2 separate regions of the Delphinus delphis genome follow, and region 2 is linked to region 1. Evidence: chromatin contacts called from public Hi-C data. All regions are on one chromosome and are shown on one strand. The core of a region is the stretch at or near the end of the contact, and the rest is flanking DNA. Distances in the headings are between cores, read along the strand shown.

Region 1 (5,348 bases), core at 876-3,375:
ATCCACCTGTCAATGCAGGGAACACGGGTTCAAGCCCTGGTCTGGGAAGATCCCACATGCTGCGGAGCAACTAAGCCTGTGCGCCACAACTACTGAGCCTGCGCTCTAGAGCCCATGAGCCACAACTACTGAGTCCTAGTGGCCACAACTACTGAAGCCCGCATGCCTAGAGCCTGTGCTCTTCAAGAAGAGAAGCCACAGCAATGAGAAGCCCGCGCAATGAAGAGTAGCCCCGGCTCACCGCCACAAGAGAAAACCCGCGCAGCAACAAAGACCCAACACAGCCAAAAAAAAAGAAAAAAAAAAAAATCTAGCACCAACCAGGGGCAAACGTTTACCATACCTAACTAAAAACTGAATGCTCATTACCTTGTCCTGCATTCTTCAAAAATTTTCTGAAATTTTGGCCAATGCAATACTAAGAGTGAAAACTGCATTATTTGTAGGTGATGTGATTGTTAACATAGAAATTGCAGAGAGATTGGCTGACAAGCTATTAAAACTAATAAGACATTTTCAGCGTGGTAGGATGTAAGATACACATAGCATTTCATAGCTTGTACACATGTTACACACATATACACTTGAAATAATCCACTGTGATAGTTAAGTAGTTTTCAATTTTTTACTATTCCAAAAAATACAGCAATAAACATTCTTGTACAGATTATTGTGTACATTTGTCTATTTACCTCCTTGAAATTAGTTCCTAGAAATGGAATTGTTTAATAAAAGATTATGGAAATTTCAAATTTTGATACATAATGCCAAACTAGACTCAAGAATAGTGTGTGTTGGGCTTCCCTGGTGGCGCAGTGGTTGAGAGTCCGCCTGCCGATGCAGGCGACACGGGTTTGTGCCCCGGTCCGGGAAGATCCCACATGCCGCGGAGCGGCTGGGCCCGTGAGCCGTGGCCGCTGAGCCCGCGCATCCGGAGCCTGTGCTCCACAACGGAAGAGGCCACAACAGTGAGAGGCCCCGCGTACTGCAAAAAACAAACAAAAAAAAAGAATAGTGTGTGAACAACTAAGACCCAACACAGCCAAAAATAAATAAATAAATCTTTAAAGAAAAACAATTTGCACTCTCTAATTTATTCTGGTAAATGGATTGGGATAGGGATCTTCACTTTATCTTTTTTTTTTCCCCTCTTTAATTTTTGCCAAATGCTAAACCAGTTGCCCCAGTATGACTTCTCGAATAATCCTTTCTTTCCCCACTACTTTGAAATAGAATTACTCTACATATTGGAATGAAGGATAGCTATATCATAGTAGGTGAAAAAGTCTGTAGGTATTCTTTGATCAAGTAAAAAAATTTTAATGTGTGGAGGCATAGAAAAATTCAGAAGGAGCTTAAACTGTTCCTTTTTCATTTCCTATGGGTAGATGGTGCTTCTTTGCCTGGAAGATTCTTCCCCTCTTGTAGCTCAGGTAACTTCAATAGGAGGGCATCCTTGAAGTTTTGGCTTAAACCTCTTGGTGGGGGGGTTGGATTGGGGGGCGGCAGACACCCTGTCCTAGGTAGGCACCCTCTCAAAGAACCCTGTACTTGCCATACTACCTGTAGACCATCCTGCACCTTTTAATTTTATCTAAATTACTTCTTACTTTTTTCTCTAGACTCTAAGCTGCATGAGGACTGCATATGGGTCACTTGCTCATTGCAGAGCCTAGCACAGTGTCAGTATCTGGCAAATAACCGTCACTCATTGAGCACTTCCTGTATACCAAACACCATGCTAGGTGCCTTCAATGAGCACACTACACGCTTAGATACTATTACTATCACCTCTGAGCACGAGGAAACCGAGTCGGAAGCTTGTCCCACAGGCTATTAATTCCCAGGCCTGTCTGCCTCTTGGCCACTACACTCCCTATACGGTGATTAATAAATATCGGAGGTCATCAATAAATATCGAGGCTTGAGGATCACTTGGAGGGGACTTTGCTGGAGGGATGCAGCCCTGGAGGGTGGCTGGGCTGGTAGCCCTTTAACAACCGCATTACAACCCAGACCCTCGCAGGCCCCGCCCACTCCGCGCCGAGGCCGGAAGGGAGAGGCACTGGCGGGGGCGAGCTTCCGGGGGCGGGGCGGGGCGGGGCTGGCGCTGGTTGGCCGGCTTCGGCCGGAAGTCGGGAGGTTCGAGGGGGTCCGAAGACGCCGGTTTATGACGGGGAGGCTTGCGTGGAGGTTGTCTCTCCGTTCTTTCGCTCCCTGGGCCCTCGGGAAAAACCCAGCACCCCGACCCTGTGGCCAGCCCCTTCCGCCAGGCTCTCTCCGCTCGATTTCGCCACCGTTATGTGGGAAGCGAATCCGGTGAGTAGCCGGGCGGGACGGGGCGGACCGATGGGCGGGGTTGATGGGAGAGGGCGGGAGGGTTTCCCGGGAACTACGCCCTCCCCCCCAGGCCGCGCAGACCGGCTCGTGAGTTCCGGGGACGCGAAGGCCCCGGCCCCGGGGGCTCGGGCAGTCGCCTTGCGAGCAGTGGAGACGGCTCGGTGGGTCCCCAGCGCCGTGCGGCTGTCCCGTCCCACTGATTGGACTCGCTGTGGTTTCTCCGGCCCCGTCCCTCCACCGTCTTTGTAAACTTGGCGTTTTGCTCTCTGGCTGGAGTTCCTGGGCTTCGGACCTGTGACTGACTTAGGCTCAGGTGTACCTGCCAGCCCCACCCCCATCCCCGTCCAAAGCGAGGGGACTCGCCCTCTGGGTCCTGAAATGGGCCTAAGGGGAACCGCCGGGGCTCCTTTTCCCTTCCTGGTGGACAGCCATGGAAAACTGGGGTGGTCGAGCGTGTGTTCTAAGCCTCTAGATGGTGAGGTTCTTAGATTTTTTTTTTCCAGTGGACAGAAACTGACTGATGACCTGGAGCGTTTCCACTGCAAGTCTTGTGTCTCCCTCCGGTATTTGCATTGTGTCTGCATGCGTTTTTGTTTACCTTGCTTTTGTACATTTATTTATTTAATATGCCGCCTTCAAAGAGTGGAATCCGCTTGCCAAGAGTATTCCATTAATCTGTTAGAATTGAAATCGCCTAGTTACACGGCAAATAGACACTATTTACGCCTTTGAGTTGACTGGAAAAATGGCAGAATCACGTATCAGCAAATTGTTGACCTAAATATGTGCAACTACCCCACGTGCTGAGATAACTTCCTAAATTTAGTTTAATAACCCTGTTTCCATATTTGCAGTAACTCCTTTGCTGTAATCATTACTTCTTTTTTTCCCCATTCCCGGCATATATTTCCAGATAGAGAGTTTGTCTGTAAATTTGCTTCTGTTTTTACGTTTTTACCCGGTAGAAACTAGTCTGTTGGTCTGGATTTTTTTGGTTGCGTATCATGGTTACATCCCAGGCCATCGAATAGCGATGATCATTATCTAAGACCCCCCCCCCTTTTTTTTTTTTTTGGTTCAAACATACAGTCCTTTAAGGCCACATCAGAGGAAAGTAATTGCTGGGGTTCGATTTTAGCAAAGATAATTTCAAATTGTGAGAATGTGCTCTCTCCTTATATATTCAGTGTCACTATCTGTCATCAGTAAGTTTCATTTTCTATTATTATATGTGTGTTTGTGTTGTATTCAGTTTTTATTGGCAGTCCTTCTCCTTCCTGGCTTCTCCATAAGATACCCTTTAGTCATCCAAGTACATGTCTTGCCCAAAGTCACATGTCTTAAATCCTTCACCATGTTAGAAGCTCCATATGGGCAGAGACTTTTGTCTGTTTTGTTTACTGCGGTATCCTCAGACTAGGGAACAGAGCCTGACATATAGTAGGCACTCAGTAAATATCCACTGAATTAACAAAGTGGTTGCATCGGTACTAGAAAGAGTCCTTTGCTCCCGTTGTTCATTCTCCCTCCTCCATCACATATACAACAGAACTGGCTACTGGGTCACTCATGTGTTTGTGAGGATTATAAAGGCATTAATGAGTATCTCATATATTTGCTTTGTTACAGCATTATCTCACTTCTTTGGAAGGAAGGCTTGGTTTTCTCCGAAATCTCCCTAATGATTTTGCTTGATTTCAGTAGAGCAGACTGACTTTTGTTAATAGTGGTGAACCTTCCACCTACAAGCCCACATTCTTCTTTTGACCCTTATCACGCTGCTCTGATAGATCTTAATGCTCCTGTGTTTTCTTACCGGTCCTGTTTTTCTTCCTCTGAGCATATGAATGTTGTCAATAAGGACAGTTTCATTTTGTAAAAGTACAGTGAACATTCTGCATATGGATTTCCTCTTGTAATTTGTTAGTTTCTTTCAGTAGAAGAGGCATCTGAATAGTCTGTCCAGCTGTGCTTGTGGGATGAAAATTAATTTTAATGTTTCTCTAAGCCAAACACAATTGGAAAGATGAAAACAAAACCCACAGTGCATCCTAAAGATAAATACAGATGACTTTTGTATTACCCACCAATTTAAATTACTGTTTACCATTTCTTCCCATTGAATGATACAATAAATTCTGCTTTGTGGAGGAAGGCCATAGAGAGCTGCTTTAACTGAAGACTTCTGCTAGTTTCTCCCTGTATTTTTTTAGTAGCTTCCATGACTTTGATATGCCACCTGTGATCTGCAAATTTATCTCCTCTTGCAAATACGCTTCAGTGTGATACTGTATTCCGCTCGCAAGTGTTTTGAGGAAATACTACACTGCCTCTGGCCATGATAATGCTCAGAAGCAGTCGCCCCTTCTACGTGGAAAGTCTCCATGACATGGTTTGAGTATGGAAAATCACCATTGAACTGGGAACAGTTTCTTGGGCGGGGGAACCCAAAACAAGATAACCAAGGAGCTATAAATAAACTTTATCTCAGTACACCGTTTTATTTTATTTTTCAAGACAGTCATGAGGTCAGTGATGATTCTGTTCAAGCCTGTCACCGACCAGGCCCCTTGAGGTCCCTGCCGAGGCAGAAGCAGGTTGACAGGGCTCAGGCACTCAGTTTTGGTGTGAGATCCTGGCAGTTCTCCACCCACCTGGGGGGAGGGCCTGGCCCTGGACTGATGTCCCCCAGTGTAGGAAAATGGCAGATCTGTAGGAAGGAGTTGGAGGGGATGCCGTCACTGCCTTGACTCTGTGTACCCTGACTTTGCCCTGCTTTTTTCTGTATCTTTGTCGCTGTCTTCCCCCTCTTTGCAGGAAACAGAGTCAGTATCAGCATTACATAGGAGGGAGTTTCAACTTCTCTCTGACGACAGAAAATGAAAAATGACAAACATCTGTTACGATAACAAATCATCTGTTGCAGTGGTAGGACCTTACTTTGTAAAGAGTGATAAACTCTTCAAAATTCCTTTTCGCTTATTAATTCATATGATTAGAACAATCTA
Region 2 (5,462 bases), core at 428-2,927, 340 kb before region 1:
GCCTGGGCGGCCGGAGTCGGGGCAGGGGAGACGGGTTCAAAAAATAATTAAAAATCGAGGAAATACCCCAGACAAGACCTTTCGCCGTGAAAACCCCACAGAGGACCCAGGCTACCCGCAACGGAGGTTTGGGGTGCCGGGAAGGTCTGGACCGCGACCCCTGGGGCTTTGGATACCGAGGGGGAAACTTGCAGGGGTGAGCGCGGCGGCGGGAGTGTCCGGCCGCGGCCCACAAGGGCAGAGGCCGGGGACGGTGGCGAAGAGCTGGGGGACAGACGAGAACGGGGAGCCGCCGGAGAGAGGCGCGGGGGTCTCCGGCCTCTCCTTCGGGGGGGACCCGCTATCGCCCCTGCACACACCTCCTCCCCCCTCCCACCCCACCCAGCTCTCCGCACCCAGGAAACTGAAGGCCGAAACGTAAGTAACCTTCGTGAGGGAGGGGGGGATCGGGGGCGAAGGCGCCATCAGAAGTGGGGGGCCGGGATAGTGGGGTGAGAGGGGGAGCGGGCGACGCGTTCCAGCCTCTCCACCCCGAGTTTACAAAGCAACATGGCGAAACCACGGCAGGTCCGGAGCCGTGCAGACGTGGGCACACGGCTCGCTCCGCAAGGGTTCGGAGCGAGGGGAAAGAAGTGGTTCTTTTGGGTTCCCCGAAAACACACGTTTCTTCAGTGTGACTTCCGGGGCTCCCGAATTCCCCGTTTCTCTTCTCCCTCCGCCCTCCGCCCTCCCCCCTTAGTGCCAACGCGGAGTCGCGACCACAGGCGAGGGGGGGGGGTACCCGAGGCTAGGACGAATTTGCCCTGGCCTTTGGTGGGGGGGCTGATTTTTTAACTTTGGGGTCCCGGCTTCCCGCTCCTACTCCCTTCTTCAAGGCACCTAAAGCAGCCTCGGCTTCGCAAAAGACAGGTCGGGGTGGGGGGGGGGGAGGAGGCAGCCACAGGCAGGCACCCGCGCGCGGGATGCTCCCCCACCCCCGCCCCGGGACAGCCTCGCTGCTCCCAGATTTGCCTCCTCCCTCCTCCCCCCTCCCCCCGTTAATCTTGCACCCCGCAAGGAACAGAAAGGAAGCCACGCGTCTCGCCGAGGGCACGGGGTAACCTCTCGCGCAGCAGCGGGGAGGCGGGCGCGGAGGCTGCCCTCTCGCAGGTTCAGGGTCCCCGCGTGGGGTCTGGGGTCCAGGCGGGGACGGACGGTGCGCCTGCCTGCAGACCTACCTCCAGCATCCAGGTGGCCACCATCCTGCGCATGTAGGGCTGGATGTCCTTCTGCACGCACTTGAAGTAGGAGCACTGGGGAAGGTAGCGCTCCTCGATGGTCAGCAAGTTCTGCAGCACGCGGTCGTCGTGGAGCAGGTTGGCGTCCGGCACGGCCCTGCGGACCGGGTCCACCTCTCCGCACAGCAGCTCCATGGCCAGCTGGGTGCCCACTCGCGCCCCTGCGATCTCCGGACTGGAAAATTGGGGGGTTTTTTTGGAGGGGGGGAGGGGAGAGGATTCCCCTTACCTCCTTCCTTTGGCTAAATAAGGGGTTTTCGGGGAAATAGCGAAGGGCAGAGAGGGAAGCTGGGGAAGAAGAGGGGAAAGGGATGGGCGGTGGGAGAGGAGCGCCCCGGGGGCTGCTGACTCTGCCTGCCCTCCCCTTCAAACTTGTCTGCTCTCCCCAGCTCGCTCTGCTCTCTGCTCTCCGAGGCAGTGACGCAAACTGGCTGGGCAGTTACTTCTCCTCCCTCTCGCCTCACCCCCCTCTCCGGTTCCTCCTCCCTTTCCCTCCCCTCCCGGTCCTCCCCTCCTCCTCTCAGTGTCTCCCTCCCTCCCTCCTTTCCCCTCTTGTTATTAAGGAGAACAGCAGCTGGCCCGACCAAACTTCAAACGCGGTCCCCCGCCCCCCGGCCCCCTCTCCTTAGCTCTCCGAGGCCCTCTCCCTCTATGCAGCCCCGCAAGCCAGGGGCCTCGGAGAGGGGAACCCACAAAAAAAAAAAACCCCACCGATTCCTACTTATTTCCTCTGATTGCGCACATTCTGTAGGTGCATCCTGCCAAAATACGACCCTCCGACTCTGGCTACTTCAAAACTGATCCTAATACTACCGCCCATGTATTTTAAGATTCAGGAATGACGGGTGGATTACTTGAAGATGAGGTGGGCTCAGACAACTGAGAAATAGATCCCTTACGTGAGAAAGAGGGAGGGCGATCTGAGAAAACAGCAACTTCGCATACCCAGAGAAAAAGGTTATGTCCCTGAAATTTATGTTCCTGATCATGTTGCTGTTTCCAAAACCCGATTAAAGGGACCAGAACTTCGGCGCCCACTCCAACCCCCGCCCCCGCCCCCCCGCAGATGTGTTGGGGGGGAGGGGTGAGTGTCCGGAGGGAGGGGGCGCTTCTCCGACGTGATAGAATGTGACCCAGGAGCAGAAACCATCCCGTTCTTGGGGCGCCGCAGGCGCCACTGGGAGACGCGGGGAGGCGCCCCGAGCCGCCGCAGGCCGGGGGCAGGGCTACCAGCGGTTCCGCCGCGGCCAGCGGCCACGCAGGAAAAACCCGCTTCCTCGCCCTGCCTCTGCTGACAAGCCGCCCGAGGTGCCTGCGCGGAGCGTGGCCACACTGATACAGCTTTCTAGGAAATAGCCCGGGAGGAGGAGGGGAGAGGGGCGAAAGAGGGGTAGGTTTGGCTCCCCCTCTCTCCCCGGGCGCCAACGACACCACCCCTTCCTTTCCTCCGAGGCCCAAGAGTTCCACCCCGGGTCCCTCGCCTAGCACCCTCGCGGACCCTCCGGGTTCACGCGTCGCTCGCAGCCAGGGCTTTCCCCCCGCGAGCGGAACTACGGTGGAGACGCAGCCAGTGCGGTCGGCTCTGACACGTGCTCCAATGCATCCTCGGGTCAAAGCCGCTTTTAGAGGGGATCTGATGGCGTTTCCTCACCTCCTTCCTCCCGCCACCCCCCACCCTGCCCGTCTGTGCTATTTCACTCCGGGAAGAAAGGGAGTGGGCCCAGGGCCCGCGGCGCGCTGGCGGAGCTGGCATGTGCGCCGAGCGCGGCGTGGGTAGGGTCTCTGGAGAGACACCGAGGTTGGCCCAGGACCTCCCTCGCGGAGAAAGGGGGCCCGAACCGGGGCGCGAGGGCGGGCGGGGGGAGGCGGGGGGCTGGGTGAGCTGTGAGCTCTGTTCCCTGAAAGGAGGGGGAGGTGGAATAAAGAGGGCGGACAGCGCATAAACCAGAGGTGCGAGCGATTAACCCTGGCCCCGGGGCCAGCCCCTTTCCACGAGGGTGGGGCGGAAGGGGTGGGTGGGTGGGTGGAAGGGGGATATCGCTTTAAAAGGGTGAGTAAGAGTTTGGGGCGCCGTCTCCCCTCCCTCTATTTGCATAGCCAATAGCTCTGGGTCTCCTGCTACTGCGCGCTGATTGTTACCGGGCAGATTACTTTTTTTTTTTTTTTTTTTTTTTTTTTTAGTAGGACGCGTTCCCCGCTACATCAAAAGGAAGCCAAGGAAGGGAGGGCGGAGGGAGAGCGGGGACTGGGGCGGGCGAGGGCTGGGGAGAGGCCGGGGCGCGGGCGACCTTATCAATAGCCTCGGGAATTAGTATCCAATCGACTGTATGTAAAGAAAGGGGAGGGAAGGGGCGGGCGAGGAGAATGTCTAATTGCGGTGGAAGCCATTAGCTTTCTGGAAGAAAAAAAGCTCGCTGAAAAACCCAAGTTGCAAACTCAGAATGAAACAGTCCCGCGCGGCGGATGACAGTCGGGGCCGAGTACGGTGTTCCTCGGAAGACAGCGGGTGCCTAACAATCACCTCTTGATTTCAGTCAACGTGGACTTCCCGACTCAGGCCTTGAGTCACTCCGGATAAATAAGTGAACTTAACATTTTAAAACCCCATAAAGGACTTACTCAAACTTCAGCTCAGCCACCTTTGAGCGGATCAAAGAAAGCTGTAGGGGTAGGGGGTGGGGGGCAGTGTGGGCGAGAGAGGTATTTTTAAAGTATAAATCTGCCCCGACAGGCAAGGACAGAAGCCGGCGAGGGCTCCCAGCCTCTTGACATCACTTGGTAACTAACCCAGCACGGCCTTTTCTCCACCTCCCTGCAGGGAAAGCATCCCGAGCCCTGGGTCCCCTGAAGAGGGGCAGCTGGGGGCGGGGAAGAGGCGGGTGGTCGTCCTCCGGGCCTCGCCCACCCTGGGGAGAAAACCTGGGTGGTGAGGCCTCAAGTCTCGGGAGCGGCGAGCCGAGGGGCCCCCTCTCCCCTTCCCTCCCCCTAACCCCAAACCCGTCTGGCTTTACGGAGAAATTCCGGCGGGGAGCGGGGCCGGGGGGCGGGGGACAGACGGCTGTGAAGAGGAGGGGCGCGGGCGGATGCCCCTCTCCCCGCCGCCCTCTCCGTCCACCCAGACCCGCGGGTGCGGGCGCTCCCCGCGTGGCAGGCTCGCCCCTTCAAGTTCCCCATTGACTTCCCCTTCCGATTACGGACTGTTCCCGAACAGCAACCTCGCAGCGAATCCGTCCCCCAGTGGTTCAGGCTCCAAGGCTCGGGGTGGGGCGTGCGAGGGTGCGGAGGTTGGCAGGAATGTCTCCGCGAGGCTTGGACTGGAAACTGAGTTTTCCCTTTTGGTCGCCACTCCGACCATGTGTTAAAACTTTAATTTTGCTTGCTAAAAAGCACTCCTCCTCGCACGCGGGAAAAGGCACGTTGCCTTCTGAACAAACCTGCGCATTTTCTTTTGCGTGTAGCCTTAGGTTTAGAGAAAAAAACCAAACGTCTGTGCTCCGGCTTTTAAGTCAAAACTGGTCACTGTAGGGAAAAAAAACAAAACAAAATATTGGCTCTTCCTTATTCCTTTTAAACCCCTCAAGGGGGGAAAAAAAACACCTCCTTCCCTTTGTAGGATCAATGATAACCTTTAGCGAACGTCAGTTTTACTGGACTTTTATTCCCTCCCTGGCCGGCTCACCACCCCTCGCGTTGTGGAGTTTCGGTTGGAAAGTGTACAAACCCCTGTAGGTGCAGGGTGTTTATAGGCACATTTCTGCAGGAACCTGCAACGCTAAGCACACTTACGCCCCAGCTCACCTGGCGGATGCCGCCCAGCCAGGTGATCCCGCTGTCGGCTGCAAGCTTCGTCCTCCTAGGGGCGCTCTGGCGGGGTGGGGGGAGGGGAGTGAGTTCGGGCTCAGGCGCCCCCGCCACCCCTAACTCCCCCCCCAGAGCAGAGCGGTGTATTTCTCCATTTAGGGATGGACGGGCAGTCAAAACCGAAAACCCGACGGTCGCTTGAAAGTAGATGGCCAAGGGTCCGAGTCTCGGCTCTAGGAGGCCGGAGTACCAGGAAGGAAGCCGAGGAGGTGCAGAAGGAGGGGACGGGAGGGAGTGGGAAGGGAGTGGAAGCAAATTAGAAAAATGTGCGAAAGGAAGAGGGACAGGTCGGGAACTGGAGCTCGAGGAGACAGAAGGTGGGTG

What was found. A called contact is a pair of places that touch in the nucleus more often than the background predicts.
Region 2: a Hi-C map of muscle shows a contact between it and region 1, with 7 times the contacts expected there. The contact joins the promoter of CCND2 here to the promoter of PARP11 in region 1. A contact is called at or near these places in 3 of 3 Hi-C or Micro-C datasets (lung and muscle).

The regions. Positions count from the first base shown.
Region 1 is chr11:4,640,373-4,645,720 of mDelDel1.2, reverse strand. PARP11 (poly(ADP-ribose) polymerase family member 11) reads left to right here and starts at 2,125. Exons shown (of 6, transcript XM_069541174.1): 1 at 2,125-2,319.
Region 2 is chr11:4,979,652-4,985,113 of mDelDel1.2, reverse strand. CCND2 (cyclin D2) reads right to left here and starts at 1,677. Exons shown (of 5, transcript XM_060024137.1): 1 at 1,218-1,677. The coding sequence starts at 1,412.